Regions from separate parts of the Rattus norvegicus genome. Here region 2 is linked to region 1. A link is a contact called in public Hi-C data. All regions are on one chromosome and are shown on one strand. The core of a region is the stretch at or near the end of the contact, and the rest is flanking DNA. Distances in the headings are between cores, read along the strand shown.

The links. A called contact is a pair of places that touch in the nucleus more often than the background predicts.
Region 2: a Hi-C map of psoas muscle shows a contact between it and region 1, with 2.2 times the contacts expected there. The contact joins the promoter of Foxo3 here to the enhancer-like site in region 1. A contact is called at or near these places in 2 of 12 Hi-C or Micro-C datasets (hepatocytes and psoas muscle) and 1 of 1 datasets of contacts at active chromatin or transcription factors (oligodendrocytes).

Annotation. Positions count from the first base shown.
Region 1 is chr20:47,170,727-47,177,568 of GRCr8, reverse strand. No RefSeq gene overlaps it. Among named protein-coding and RNA genes, the nearest start is that of Trnas-aga, 32 kb to the left of the region's middle. Within about 2 kb of position 2,923, at least 31 of the 93 cell types and tissues checked have an H3K27ac peak or open chromatin away from gene starts, as enhancers often do.
Region 2 is chr20:47,342,355-47,349,196 of GRCr8, reverse strand. It overlaps Foxo3 (forkhead box O3), which reads left to right and starts at 2,352. Exons shown (of 4, transcript NM_001106395.1): 1 at 2,352-2,568; 2 at 3,549-4,278. The coding sequence starts at 3,661.

The sequences.
Region 1 (6,842 bases), core at 1,674-4,173:
GCAGGGGTGGGGGAAGAAAACCAAAAAACCAAAAGCCAAAGCCAAAACCAAAACCAAAGCAGTTGCAGTGTCCTAATTAATTGGCGTAGAAATCACCAGAGGGATGATTAGGCCCAGTGTTACCTTTCATCGTTATCACTGGTGCCCCGGAGAGAGAGAAAAGCACAGCATGATAAACTATGGCAACACTGTAGCTTTGTATAGCTCTGTAAGGGAATGGTTCTCCAGGAAGGTGCGGCAATGCATCCTGTTCCCAAAGACCGGGGGCTGGGGACCATGGCAAATGGTGAGGTGGAGCTCCCGATGCCACCTTGAAACCCACGGGTGTGCCTGGAAGTGTGTGTTTTTGAGGTTTTTCTCTTTGGTGCTGGGGCTTCTTTTCCTGTACCTGGGGCTGGAGACAGCTCTCTGTAGATAGCAGGGGCAAGGGCCAATTGTGAAAACTGCCTGTTGCTCTCATAGGTTACAGCGAGAACAGAGAAGTTTAAAGGAAGATTAAGGGTTAAAACAGCAGTGTGTGAGGTAGTGAGGAAGGGGAAGGTAAATTAGGAGGCTTGAGCTAGAGGTGAGATAACCAAGCTAGGCAGGTAGGAGGAAAGATGGGGCTCTGAGCCCTTTAAAGCTCCTGAAAAGCATATCAAAGGCACCAAGTACTTCATACAGCCTGGCTTCTGGTGATGCTCACAGCTCCAAAACCACAGAAACCTCCACAGACAAGGAGCTGAACACCAGCTCACCAAGAGGAACTGCAGCTTGGTGGTCCTGACAGAGTTAACTGTTTGCCCTGGTAAAGCAACCAACCAGCTGATCTTGTAAATTCAAGGGCAGAGAGAGCTGAGTGTAATTAACGGTGCCCCAGACAGTTACAGGGTCCGAGGGTAGTAAAGCTGGCCAGTGACTTAACAGTTAGCCACTCAAGGTCAAAGCTGGGTTCAGGGATGTCCAGAGCAGTTTTAACTCCCCTGCACTGGGTGGACAGCTTAAGAAAAACACGCAATCTTCTCCCTGGTTGGGCATGGTAGAGCATGTGGGCCCTTCTTTGGCTTGGTGCACAAGAGGGAGAGAACTAATCAGTCTCAAAAGAGGTCAGCTCAGCTTTTGTCCAGTTTCCTTATAAAACTCACAGACAAAGGAAAATCGAGCTCTTTCCTCCCAGGGAAACCTCTAGCTTTCAGCAGTGTCTTTCATTTACCCCTTTATCCCTCCCCCAATGTCTCCCTGGCCTCTAGTTCTTTTGTTGTTTTGTTTCCTTTTTGTTTTGTTTGAAACAAGGTTTCTCTGTGTAGCCCTATCCTCTTTGTAGACCAGGCTGGCTTTGAATTTTATAGAGATCTACCGGCCTCTAGCTCTCAAGGGCTGGGGTTAAAGGTATATGCCACTACACCTGGTCCCCCACTCATTCTTAATAACGTTGGCTTTCACATCGCATACACCCATGAGAGTCCATGTCCCTACCTGCTTCCCTTTGCACGAGACACTGAATTCCAACTTCCAGGTTGATCTTTGACAACAGTTAAGTGTCCAGAAACTTGGGTCATGACTGGGCTGAGAGGTCCCACTGCAATTAAAAAGATAACAACAAAATCAAAAACCCTGCTTGCATCAGAAGTGTTCTTTTGAGGTTAGGGGGTGAGGTTAGGGGGTGTGGCCATGCTGGGTCCTGGTTAATGACCTGCTCCCCCCCATCCCCCACCTTCCCTATACCCCACCCCACCCCCCACCTTCCCTATACCCCACCCCCACCCCCCCAACCCCCACCCTTTGTCTGGAGACCTTGAGAGGCTATGACCTGGGCTGCTTTAGCCATAACATGCAGATGATACCCTCTCCCAGGGAAGAGTGTGAGAAGAAAATGCAAACAAGATAAGGAGGGTGTGCTCAGGAAATGGTGACTCACTGCCTTAGTAGGAGCTTTTCTGGAAGTACATTAAGAAAAAAAACCTGGGGGAGTTGGGGAAGGCACCAAGCTGGAGAGAGGCTTGGACACCCGAAAGCCTCACAGGGGAGGATGTGAGAATAGATCTAATAGTAACCAATCCCCACTCCTTCCCTCCTGCTTTTGCCTTGCAAGGCCCAGCATGGCTGCTGTATAGCTCTTGGGGTTGATACCCTCTCTTGAAGCCATGACCCCATACTTTCCAATCATGTTCTCATTCAGCTGGTTCTGCCCAGACTGGGTGTATACTCTCTCGGTCTGGTGAGTCATGAGTGTGACCAGGAGTCATATAGGACGGACTCGGCCGCTTGGTTCAGCCCTGTGGGTGTCAATGGGAGAAGGAGCAGGGCAGGTCCCAGGTGAGATGCCTTCTATAGTCCCCGTGGCAACATCAAGTAGGGTGATTGCCATTAGAGCCTCCTCCCTAGAGTCCTGCTTGACAGTCTTCCGGGATTCTCTGTGTGAGTTCTGTAGACGGTCATGGCTGGGCAAGGTGCCGTTCAAAGGGAACAAGGAGAGAGCTGTGGACTAGGTCATCTGGGGCCTGCAGGCTGGGAAGCCACTTGTGGTCCCTGAGGAAATACTGAGTGGAAACCGGGTTGCGTTTCTCACTGACAAGGGTGGGGACAAGTCATAGAAACCCACAAGCTGGCTCACACACAAAAGCAGTGGTTTCAGTTGCTTTTCTGGATCATTCCACCCTTCCTGTCATGCTTCCCTGGGAGTTCCCCCACTGTCCCCTGCTCCACTGAGAGAAGCCTGGTTCGTGAAGCTCCTGGTCTCCCTGGGGAAGAACAGGGGAGACACGAACTGTTTTCTAGCCTTCCTTTCTTCGCTTGAGTTTGCAGTCCCTGTGTATCCTCCAGCCTTCTGAGCTGTGGCAGGGAGCAGGTGTGGGGTTCCGCTTCATCCCTTAGGAGCCGACTTTATATGTGGAGAGGCTCCAACTCCATTCTGGAAGCCTGCAGCTCCTCTGAGGCCAGAGTACTGGGCAGACATCCCAGGGGCTGGGCTGGCCTGTTTGGGATCCTGGAGGTGGGGGTGGCTAGGTCAGGCTTTCTTCCCCAAGAGCTTTTGCAAAAAATTGGATGTTGTCATGGGTTGAAAGAGAAAGGGAACGACTCTGCCAGCCTAGTGGAGAAGGCTGCAACAGACCGGAAGCGGTCCCTTTCTGTCACCCCTCGTGGATCTCGGTCTTACTTTTCACTCTCAAGCACAAGTGGGCTGAGGCCCTAATGAGCACCTAAGGCCCATTTCCTATCTTGTGTGAGAGGCTGCTAATGGAAGGATATGTGAATTTTTTTTAAAAAAGGGAGCCAGATGGTGGTGGCACACGCCTTTAATCCCAGCATCAGGAGGCAGAGGCAGGCAGGTCACTGTGATCGAGGCTAGCCTGGTCTACAAAGTGAGTTCCAAGACAGCTAGGGCTACACAGAGTAACCCTGTATAGAGGGGGAAGACAGGGTGCAGAGGAAGCATGGGTGTGTGTGTGTGTGTGTGTGTGTGGTGGTGGTGGTGGTGGTGACATTCATGGTGGTGACATTCATGAGCCTTTTCCTTAGCTGCGCAAACTTGTGAGTTCTCTCTGGAAGGTTCAACTCTTAAGTATCAACCGTTAGAATCCACAAAGCTGGGCTCACTGGGTAAAAGCATTTGTTGCATGAGCATGAGGATTGAGTTCAAATCCCTTAGAACCAAGGAAAACCCCGGGGGCATGTCCGTACGCTCAATGGCCCTATGAGGGAGATGAGAGGCAGGGACCAAAGAACCCTGGGAACTCAGAGAGTGGCTGGGTAGTCCGGTGTACACGGTGGGGGAAAAAAACGACATAAGAGACCCCGTCTCAAACCAAGGTTGAAGGCTCGGACTAAGCCCCCGGTTTGTGAATGTGGAGTGTGGACTGTTCTCTATGGCTGCCCTGAACGCAGAAAGGGAGGGAGCGGAGGGAGCAGGGCGTCGTGATGAGATTGGATGGGGATGCTGAAGATGAGCAAAGGCGTTTATTGTGGCTCTGAAATCTGTGAACATATGGCAACGGCTGGAGGCACAGAATAGAAGTTGGAGACAAGCAGATGAAGGGGAAACTAGGCACTCTTATAACGCCCCTCCCCCCATCTCGCTTCTTGGCAAAATGGTGGCCGTCTGTGCTCCGGATTCTGAAGAAAGAAAGTACTGACAACATGACCCTTTTCGGCAACCCGCCCCTGTCCACCAGCTCAAGAGTCCCCATCGCCTGTAGCAGACACGAAGCTTTTGGCTGTGGATTTGAAACCTCTCTGCCCTTCTATGAGTTTGTAGGGTCTGGTAAAGTTCCGTTCTTTGTTTTACGAGGCTGATGGAGTGCCGGATGTGTTGGGAAGGCATTTGGGATCTGTGATGACGCTTAGGGTTTTAGGCCAGGAGCAGCACCCTACTTTCCTGTGATAAACACTAAGACCAAAAGCAACACGGGGAGGACAGGGTTTTTATTTTGGTTTACCACTTCCAGCCCATAATGAAGGGAAACCAGAACAGGAACTCAGGGCAGGAACTGAAGCACAAGGGGCTCCATTGGCTTGCTCAATCTCCTTTCTTACATAACTCAGAACGGCCTGCCCAGGGATGGCACTTCCCAGAGTGCACTGGGCTCTGCTCAATCACTAATGAAGAAAATGTCACACAGCCATGCCACAAGCCAAGCCGATGGAGGCTACCCCTCTTCCTAGATGACTCTAGCTAGTATCAGCTCGATGAAAATCTAACCAGCACAGGTGGCTTCTCCTGCCAATAGCAAGGGTCCTCTGCATGGCTAGGCCAATCCTCTCCTTATGACAGTCATCCCGAAAGCCTGCCCTCCTTGTTCCTGAAGGGTTTTATGGCCATGAACATCCTGTCTCTCCATGCCGAGGTTCATTTCTCAGACCCATTTACGAGCTAGCTCCTTCCATGCATGTTCTCTCTCTGCCAAATTGTAAGGTTCTGGTATCCAGCTCTATGTCATTGTCCTGTATCCCCTATCTAGCTCAGCAACGGCTATGTCTTGGCTGTCATATGCATTTGGCTTTTCATGTCTACTAAAAACAGACACCATGCTTTCTCACAGAGGATGAGGCCCCTGGCTCTCTCTTTCCAAGTCCTCTCCTTCCTGCCCAACTCATTCGAGATCCAGGAGTGCTGGGGTCCTAGATGTCAGATTCAAGGCTCCACTGAGGCTCTCCCAGATGCCTGGCATTTTGAATCAGAAGTTCTCACAGCAGGACCAGTCTGGGCAGCAGCAACGTGCCTAAGCAGATCTCTCGAAAGTCCCCTGCAGAGAGTACTGGCTTTCTAGCTGATTGCTTTCTGTCTTGGTAACACAGACCCAGCGGTACTGAAGCTGGTGTGTTTTCAGGGACTACTCCTCCCGCCTCTCTTGAAGATGAAAGTTGGACTTACTGGAGGCTGGGACTTCTAGGCAATCCCAGAAGTCATCTCTTCCACCCTCATTGCCTCCAGGTGGAACTGTCCGGGTAGACTGCGTCTATGAAGCAAAGACTAAAAGAACCAAAGGTTTCCTTGGGCCAGCGTCAGTGATGACCTATGCTTGCATTTCTCGTGACACACACATGGTGGCCAGAGGACAGCTTCTCTGCTTCCACCAGGTAGGTCCTGGGGATGGAGGAATTCAGGTTGTCCGGCTTGGGGGCAAGCGATTTGGCCTGTTGAGCCACCTCACCGGCCCCAGTTATGTGTCAGTTTTCTGCTCCAGTGACCAAAACTATTCCTCACTGAAGGAATGAGAGAGGGCGGCTGAGTCACTACCCACAGGCCTTACCGTGCAGTGTCCTCGGAAACATTTTCCCATTGACAAATCCGAAAGCCAATCTTCTCTGAGTTAAACCAGGTGTGATCCTGACCCTCCCTGCCCTCAGGGACTGTCACCTGATGTGGGTCCATCAGGACAAATGGGGCAGAGACTGCGGGCGTGGAGTTCAGAAGTCCTGTGATGACATCATAAGGTAATGATGACAGTGGGAACAGCTGCGGGGAGACAGATCACTTTACTTGCGGTGATTCAAGGATTACATAGTTTCAGGGACAGGGGTCAGAATATGCAAGATGGGCAAAGGTCACTGGCTGAAGGCTCTAAGTACCAAGATGCCTCATTAACATAGAAAGACATTCGAGGAATCTCAGGTGCTAACTGAACGGGTTTCCTGTCTGGAGAGAGGAAGTTGAGCCTGTAATCTTAACCTGTAAGCTGCAGGTAGAGGCAGTTAGGGATTTTCGAGCTCCTCTGACAAAGTCAGAGAAGAGGGAGCCCTGCTATTAAAGGGGGTTCTCCATTTTGCACGGAACCCAGTAGGCCATCTGGACAGTGGTAGGCTTCAACCCTAATTAGCAGGGTTTTCCCACAACAAGACTCTCTCTTTGGTGTGTCCAAATTTAACTTCCCCAGGGGAGGAGACATCCCAGGCCAATTGAGTTTTCCCCTAGAAACTGTTCGGGAAAGCAAGTCCTCTCCCTGCAGTCACTTGCAAAAGGGCAGCTGACACAGGCCACTTCATTCCACCCGTAAACTCTATTCTTTTTCACCCTCCCAGGGAGATCCATGTGTGTCCTCGCACCCCCCCATCCTCCACACACACTCACACACTCACACACTCACACTCACACGCTCACACTCACACACTCACACACTCACATGCTCACACTCACACGCTCACACGCTCACACTCACACGCTCACACGCTCACACTCACATGCTCACACTCACACACTCACACGCTCACACTCACACGCTCACACTCACACGCTCACACTCAGTCCCTTTCTCTGTGTTTATCTTTCCTGGGTCCATAGATTATAGCTTGGTTATCATTTATTTAATGTCCAATATCCAGATATCAGTGAATACATACCATATTTATCTTTCTGGGTTTGGATT
Region 2 (6,842 bases), core at 1,103-3,602, 170 kb before region 1:
TTCATGGCGTGTGTGTTTGTGTGTGTGTGTGTGTGAAAAACAGTGAGTGAAGTCTTTGGGGTTTGCGTTGCACACTGCAAAGCGTCGGTTCTGGGCATAGAGCCCAACACCAGATTCCGGGTAATAAACCCTAACCTCTTTGCGTAAATCTCCACCCATTTAGGGGTACAGGCACTGGAAGCCGAATTTGCGATCCCTCATTGCCAGGCTGTTAATCAAAATCAAGTTCCGGGCTTCTTAGCGGAGCAGATTCCAAAGGACAGGGGTGGGTCCTAAGGTAGATAGCAACCCTAGAAGGCAGAATTCCTCTCTTCAGCTTCCCTTTCCCAAGACAAGCCGAGGCGACGGAACTGTATTTACTCGTAAATGGGCCGAGCCATGCAGCCCGAAGGACTGGGGATACTTGGAGCAAGGGCACAGACCACGCAGAGTCCACCTCGTGGTCCAGGTGGGTGCACTGGAGTGTACCTAAGGCTGTGGCTTTGTTCTGGCGAAGGCAGGAGCCCCAAGAGCACGCGAGAGAGGCAGCGCTTTTCGTTCGGCGCCCTTGGTCTCCGCAGCTGCTTAGGTAGCGCGAGAATCTCGCCGTCCAGATGCGTGGCCGGAACCTCCGGGCTACGCGGGAAGCGCGTTACGAGCCAGCCGGGCTGCCTCGCAAACAGTGCCCGGGGAGGCTGCGGCAGCGCGGGCCTCACCCCGTCCCTCCGCCGACGCGGGCGGCCCCACGCGCCCGCCAGCCTCACATTCCATTTCGAAAATAACACACACGTGTGCTGGTAAACAAGCGCGCCAGCCGCGGAGGCTGCGCGTCCTGGGCGAGCCTGAGCAACGCGCCCCCTCCTCCCGCACGTGCCGCCAGGCTCCGCCCACGGGCTTCTGCGTAGCCAGGCCCCGCCCAGCCCGCCAGGCTCCGCCCAGCCCATCTCTCCTGGGCCCTGGGGTCCTAACGCCCGCTACCCTATCAGGCTGACCTCGCCGAGGTTCTGCAAGTTTCTTGCCCTGATGGAGCGTGGCCGCCCAGGTCCGCTCCCTACCTCCTTTCCCTCCTCCCCGCACAGTCCTCCTCTAGTCCTCCGGTCACCTGCGCGCCGAAGGCTGCGTCCCGGAGCGCCTTCGCTCTCCCTCCCCTCTGTCCTTCCAATTTTACTCGATTGTTTATTATTTGCTGGGGGCGGGGGCGAAGGGGAGAGAGAGGGGCGTCTGGAGCCCGGAGACTAGCGGCGGCGGCCAGTCAGCGCTCGGCGTGGCTTGACGAGGAAGCCGCGCAGCGAATGGCGACGCGGCGCAGGGCTCCGGGGTCACGCGCGTGTAGAGACAATGACATCATCTGTTTGTACCCGTCGAACTAGCTTGGTGCAGGGGCGGGGCCCCACGTCACTTGAGTGACGGGCCGCGCGTAAAGCCTGGAGGCCGGAGTTTCGGGGTGGGCGGCCCCTGCAGGCTCTTCTAGGCTGACTGTTTTGGGGTATAGGGTTGTCGCGGAGCCCAGACTTTAGCTGCAGTGACTGAGAGGGTTTTGTTTTGAAAGATACCTATGAATCAAAATGGGGAGATTTTTGGTTATGCATGTCGCATGTGGCGCAGGAAAGCACACCCGTACGGCCTAGTGGCACGGATCCTGGGGTAAGGGAATGTGAAGGCGCCAGTTGAAGTCTAAAGACTTGAAAAAGTCAAGCACGTAGCCGGCTGCTTTATCCTAAGAAAACTGTTGCCCGCTTCCAGTTAGGTATCTGCTGCTTCTGCGTTTAGACTGGGGCGCACTGCACTTTTCCTCCTGAGCTACGCTTTTCCGGTTTGCCTTCAAATCCGTGAAAAAGCGAAGCACGACTGTCGCTGGGCGTCCCAGGTGAGGGTCCAGTCCACACCTTTTGGTGCCTGATGAAAGGCACCGCTATCTTCGCCGGCCAGTGTTTCCACGCCAAGGTAACCCCTGTCACCTGCGGCTGGCGTCTTATCTCGGGTGTTACCTGGTGTCAGGTTCTAATGAGGAACCCAATACTGGGGCGGGCTCCGACCCCACGCACCCACGGGCAGGCCGGGGACCCAAGAGGCAAACGCAGGGCCCGAGGCAGAGAGGGCGCGCGGCGGCGCCCAGCGGTGTGCTCCGACTTGGCCTCCCGTCCCGGGCCAGCGTGGGCTGCTGCGATTCCAGAGTGTGTGACCCGGGCACCGAGGGCTGCCGGAGCCCGGCCGAGTCCCGACCCGCGCGCCCGACCCCCACTCCCGCAGCCCCGCGCAGGCGCGAGTGCGCACACACGCGCACTCCCACACGCACGCACAGCAGCACTCCCGGCCCCCGCCCCAGCCCTCCCCCTGGGCGGGGACCCGCCCCGCCGTCAGCCTAGGTTGAGGCTCCCTGCGAGTGTCTATAACTTTGTGCTGCTGCCGCGGCCGCCCTGCTCGTGGAAGGGAGGAGGAGGAATGTGGAAGGCGGCGGCGCAGCACAGGCTGACAGGCGGTTCCTCCGGCGGGCTGCGGCGGCGGCCCGAGCGTCCCCTCGTCGCGGTGCCCTGGGCTCGCGCGGAATCGTACGCCCTCCCGCCTCGTCCCTGAAGGGAAGGAGCCGAGGTAGGCGCTGGAGCTGTGCAGCGGGGCGGCCGCCTTTCCAGTGACTCCGGATCTGTTTCCGAGCTGGGCCAGGCGCTTCCCTTTCCCTCCCCGTGACTCGGTGTGCTCTCCCCCTTCTCTCCCGCTAGTGTCTTTAAAGGACTTGAGGGAAGGGGGGAACTGTCAAGATGGCAGCAGCGGGAGCAAGGAGGTGATGAACGTGCTGGTCCGGGTTTTCTTGCAGTCCGAGAGATTTGGCGCTTCCCGACCTGTTGGAAGATTTATGTTCCCACTTGCTTCCTCCTTCCCGTTTCTGACCTGGAAGGGGGCGGAGGGCCCCACGTCCCCGCGAAAATACACCTCAGATCTTCTTAGCGGGTCCTGCGGGGTCGGTCCTCTCTCGTTGGAAGTCACCCTGGCAGGTCTGCACCCAGACCCCACGCTCGCCCTGCTGGTCCGCGGGTGGAGAGGAAAAGACGGGAGTTGCCTGCGCCAGCCCTAGGGGGCCACTGGTCTGGGAGGGGTGTGCAGCGGGGGGAGGAGGAGGCTCGCAGGGCCGGGGAACCGGAGAAGAGCCCAGGACTCTGCTGACTTCGGCTGCGCCTCCGCGGGAGGCACTTGAGCGGGCGGGAGCCAAACGTAAACAAACGCACGCACGCCCTCCGACCACTGCTGTGCTGTTGGGGTCGGGAGGCCGCCCACTCTCTCAGGCGCGCGGCCACCCTTCCCCCGGGGCACCCCTCCCCCCTCCGCCCCGCCACCCAGCCCGGGAGAGACCTGCCGTTCTGGCGACGGCAGCGGGGGAGGGGGCTGCCCCGCGCGCGGCCGTCGATTCGCTCGCGTCTCCGGGGCGGCCTGTCCAGGGGGCGGCGTCTGCTGCGCCAGGTTCGCGGGACGCACGTCCCCAGGTCTATCCGTTCTAGGTGGCGGCCGCGGGCGAGGAGTCTCCGTGGACTAGGCTCCTGCACGGGATAACCAACTCTCTCTTCGCGCTTCCCTAGGTAGCTGGAGCTCGAGCCTTCGCGGCGCCCTGTCCCTCCCCCGCCGCACCCAGCCTGGGCGCGAGAGGAGAGAGCAAGAGCCCAAGCCGCGGGCGGCGGGCAGGCAGCGAAGATGGCAGAGGCACCAGCCTCCCCGGTCCCGCTCTCTCCGCTCGAAGTGGAGCTGGACCCAGAGTTCGAGCCACAGAGTCGGCCACGCTCCTGTACGTGGCCCCTGCAGAGGCCGGAGCTGCAGGCGAGCCCGGCCAAGCCCTCGGGGGAGACGGCGGCAGACTCCATGATCCCCGAGGAGGACGACGATGAAGACGACGAGGACAGCGGCGGCCGAGGCAGCTCGGCCATGGTGATCGGTGGCGGCGTGAGCAGTGCGCTGGGCTCCGGGCTGCTCCTCGAAGATTCGGCCAGGCTGCTGTCTCCCGGAGGGCAGGACCTCGGGACGGGGCCAGCGTCCTCCGCAGGCGCGCTGAGTGGGGGCACGCAGACGCAGCTGCAGCCTCAGCAGCCACTGCCACCGCCGCAGCCGGGGGCGGCTGGGGGCTCTGGGCAACCGAGGAAATGCTCCTCGCGGCGGAATGCCTGGGGGAACCTGTCCTACGCTGACCTGATCACCCGCGCCATCGAGAGCTCCCCGGACAAACGGCTCACTTTGTCCCAGATCTACGAGTGGATGGTGCGCTGTGTGCCCTACTTCAAGGATAAGGGCGACAGCAACAGCTCTGCGGGCTGGAAGGTGCGTGCCTATCAGGGGCTGGCGGCCGGACCTGCCAGGCCTACTCAGCGCCAAGCGCGTATGGAAGCGGTCGGTTTGCCAACGCCCGGAGAGGGTTGCAGAGGAGCTTATGTTGTGAGGCTTTGGGGAAGGGGATTCTTTTCACTTCTACAGGAGGGAAGCCTGGGGATGGCCTCCGTGGGAAGGGAGGGCCCTGGGCAAGCTTTGGGCATGCCCAGGTGAGGAGGCTGTGCGCAACGCACACTAAGGAGAAAGGACCAAGACGTTTGTATTTGCTGGATTACCCCAACTGCGGGGAGGAGGTAGATCCGCGGCCAACTTTGGAATACAGGGGGTGGATGCACCGAGGACAGTGTAGGTGGAGGGAAGGTGTGTGTGTGTGTGTGTGTGTGTGTGTGTGTGTGTGTGTGTATGGTGTTTGGGACTGCGTTCAAGTCCTGGTATCAAGACTGATACCAGGAAACTGAGTGAGGCTCTTGGGGTTCAACTTGTGCTTGTGGGTGTTGACACCAACAGGCAAATCGATCCCATTAGAAAAAGCAACGATTGCGGACTGTTCTGGCCGGCTCTCGCCTTTCCTCACAAACCTTTACTCTTTAGAGATGTCACTCCAGCAAGCCTGCCAGCAGGTAGCCTCTGAAATGCTCTGGGGCTTGGAACAGGTCGGGTTTGTCATCTAAGGGTGTACTGGCTACACCTGCTGCTCCGGTGGAGGTCTATGCTGCCTCTGGCAACGTTTGAGGCGGGAGTCACGTGTCGGGGACTCCGTCTGAGCTTTACCTGTGTGGGAGGGAGGGAGGGCTGATAGCAGGGTTGGGCCATAATGGCTTCTGTCTATAAAGGAGCCAGAGGAGAGACTCTTCTGTTCCCTTTCAGCCTCTTGGGGCACCTGACACGTGGTAGGGAGAGAGGTGAGGAAAGGCCTATGATGTAATGACTTCCTGCAGTTGGGCATCCAAAGAGATTGACTCCTGGTCCCCTGCTGGGCTGTCCTGCCCTTCTGGGCACCTCTAGGCCCATTCCCCTGAAAGCAGCCACAGGCTCCCACATCTCTGAAGCTAAGTCACTTGGCAGTTGCTCCTGTTTGCCGTTTTCTTCCTTTTCCTACCTCACTGTTTCTTGGTGTATAAATTAGAGCAGTTTATCTTTCCAGAGACCCGAAATTAAACCCACGGAAGAGCCCTGCAGATAAAGTGACTTGAAAAAAGAGGGTCTAGTACGGAACAGCCTTGCGTGGATGGTTTACAAGCAAAACTGTGTGCTTCGTTGCCATCCCACATTTCAGAAGGTACAGATGCTGATGTTACAAGCTGAGAGTTGATTTAATTTTACTGATTTCCAAAGGGATGGCACATGTACGAGGTTAGGGTGGTTCACAGAAAGGACGGACCAGGCTTCTGTTTGGAAGTGTTGCTAACGAGATAGCTTTGGAAGCTGCTTCGAAGCAGACAGAAGGGGTTTACGGCAGTGTGCATCATCTGGAAGGGGTGTGTAGAATTGGGCAAAATGCATTTGGTAGCTTGGAATATTTTTCACCAGTTTCACACTTGAAATTAAATCCGACATATTTGAATTTGCTATAGGAGGCTACTCAACTTTACAAGTTAGCATAGGAAAGGGTTTTGACATTTCCTAATATATGTCTGTGCATATAATATATAATATATATTAGAGTGGGGAGAGGGAGAGAGAAAGAGAGGGAGGGAGTGTGTGTGTGTGTGTGTGTGTGTGTGTGTGTGTGTGTGTGTCTGTGTGCCTGTGTGCCTGTGTGTCAGAGGACAACTTTTGGGAGTGGTTCCCTCCTTCCAACAAGTGGATCCTGGGAGTTGGACTCAGATTGTTAGGTTGGGTGGCAAGTCTCTTCACCCACTGAGCCATCTCACTGGCCCCTCTGATTGTTTTTAAGGATTACAAAAGTAACTTAATTCCATAAGCAGTGTTTCTTGTTATTATGCTTATAAAAATAACACCAGTTTTGTTTGTGGTTTTATTTTTTTTATTTTATTTTTAATTTTTTTTAAAGATTTACTCCTGAAAGTGGTTACCAAAAGAAGCTACAAATTGAGTTTGGTCCATCCTTTTAGAACGACTTTAGGATTTCAGTAGAGCTAAGGGGACAGTCACATGTGGCCATGTTATAATTGTTTATTTGTCTCTCAGTTTTTTTCTTTTACTGCTGTCCTGCTTCAACTAAGGCCACTTGAGACACTGCAAAGAGAATACCTTACTGTGTTTAATTTAGGGCATATGTTTTATGATTACTTTTGCTTTAACTTTAAGGCTGGGTGTCGTGGAGTCCTTGAAGACTTGAAGGAACATAATTTAGTTGGCATTTTTGTAAGATGACCTTCATCAAAAGAAGCAGACACCTCCATATATTTAAGGATGGGGAGAGAAGGCCCTTTGAACAGGAGGCCGGCCTCCTGGCCTGCTTTATACACTGGCTATGACTAAGGCCAGCCTTTCTGTTTGCTGGTTTAGTGAGGCAGGAAGACGAGGTAAGGGGAGAGGAGTCAGGAGCTAATGTGACCCAGGCCTGTGCATCCGAGTTTTGGAACTGACAC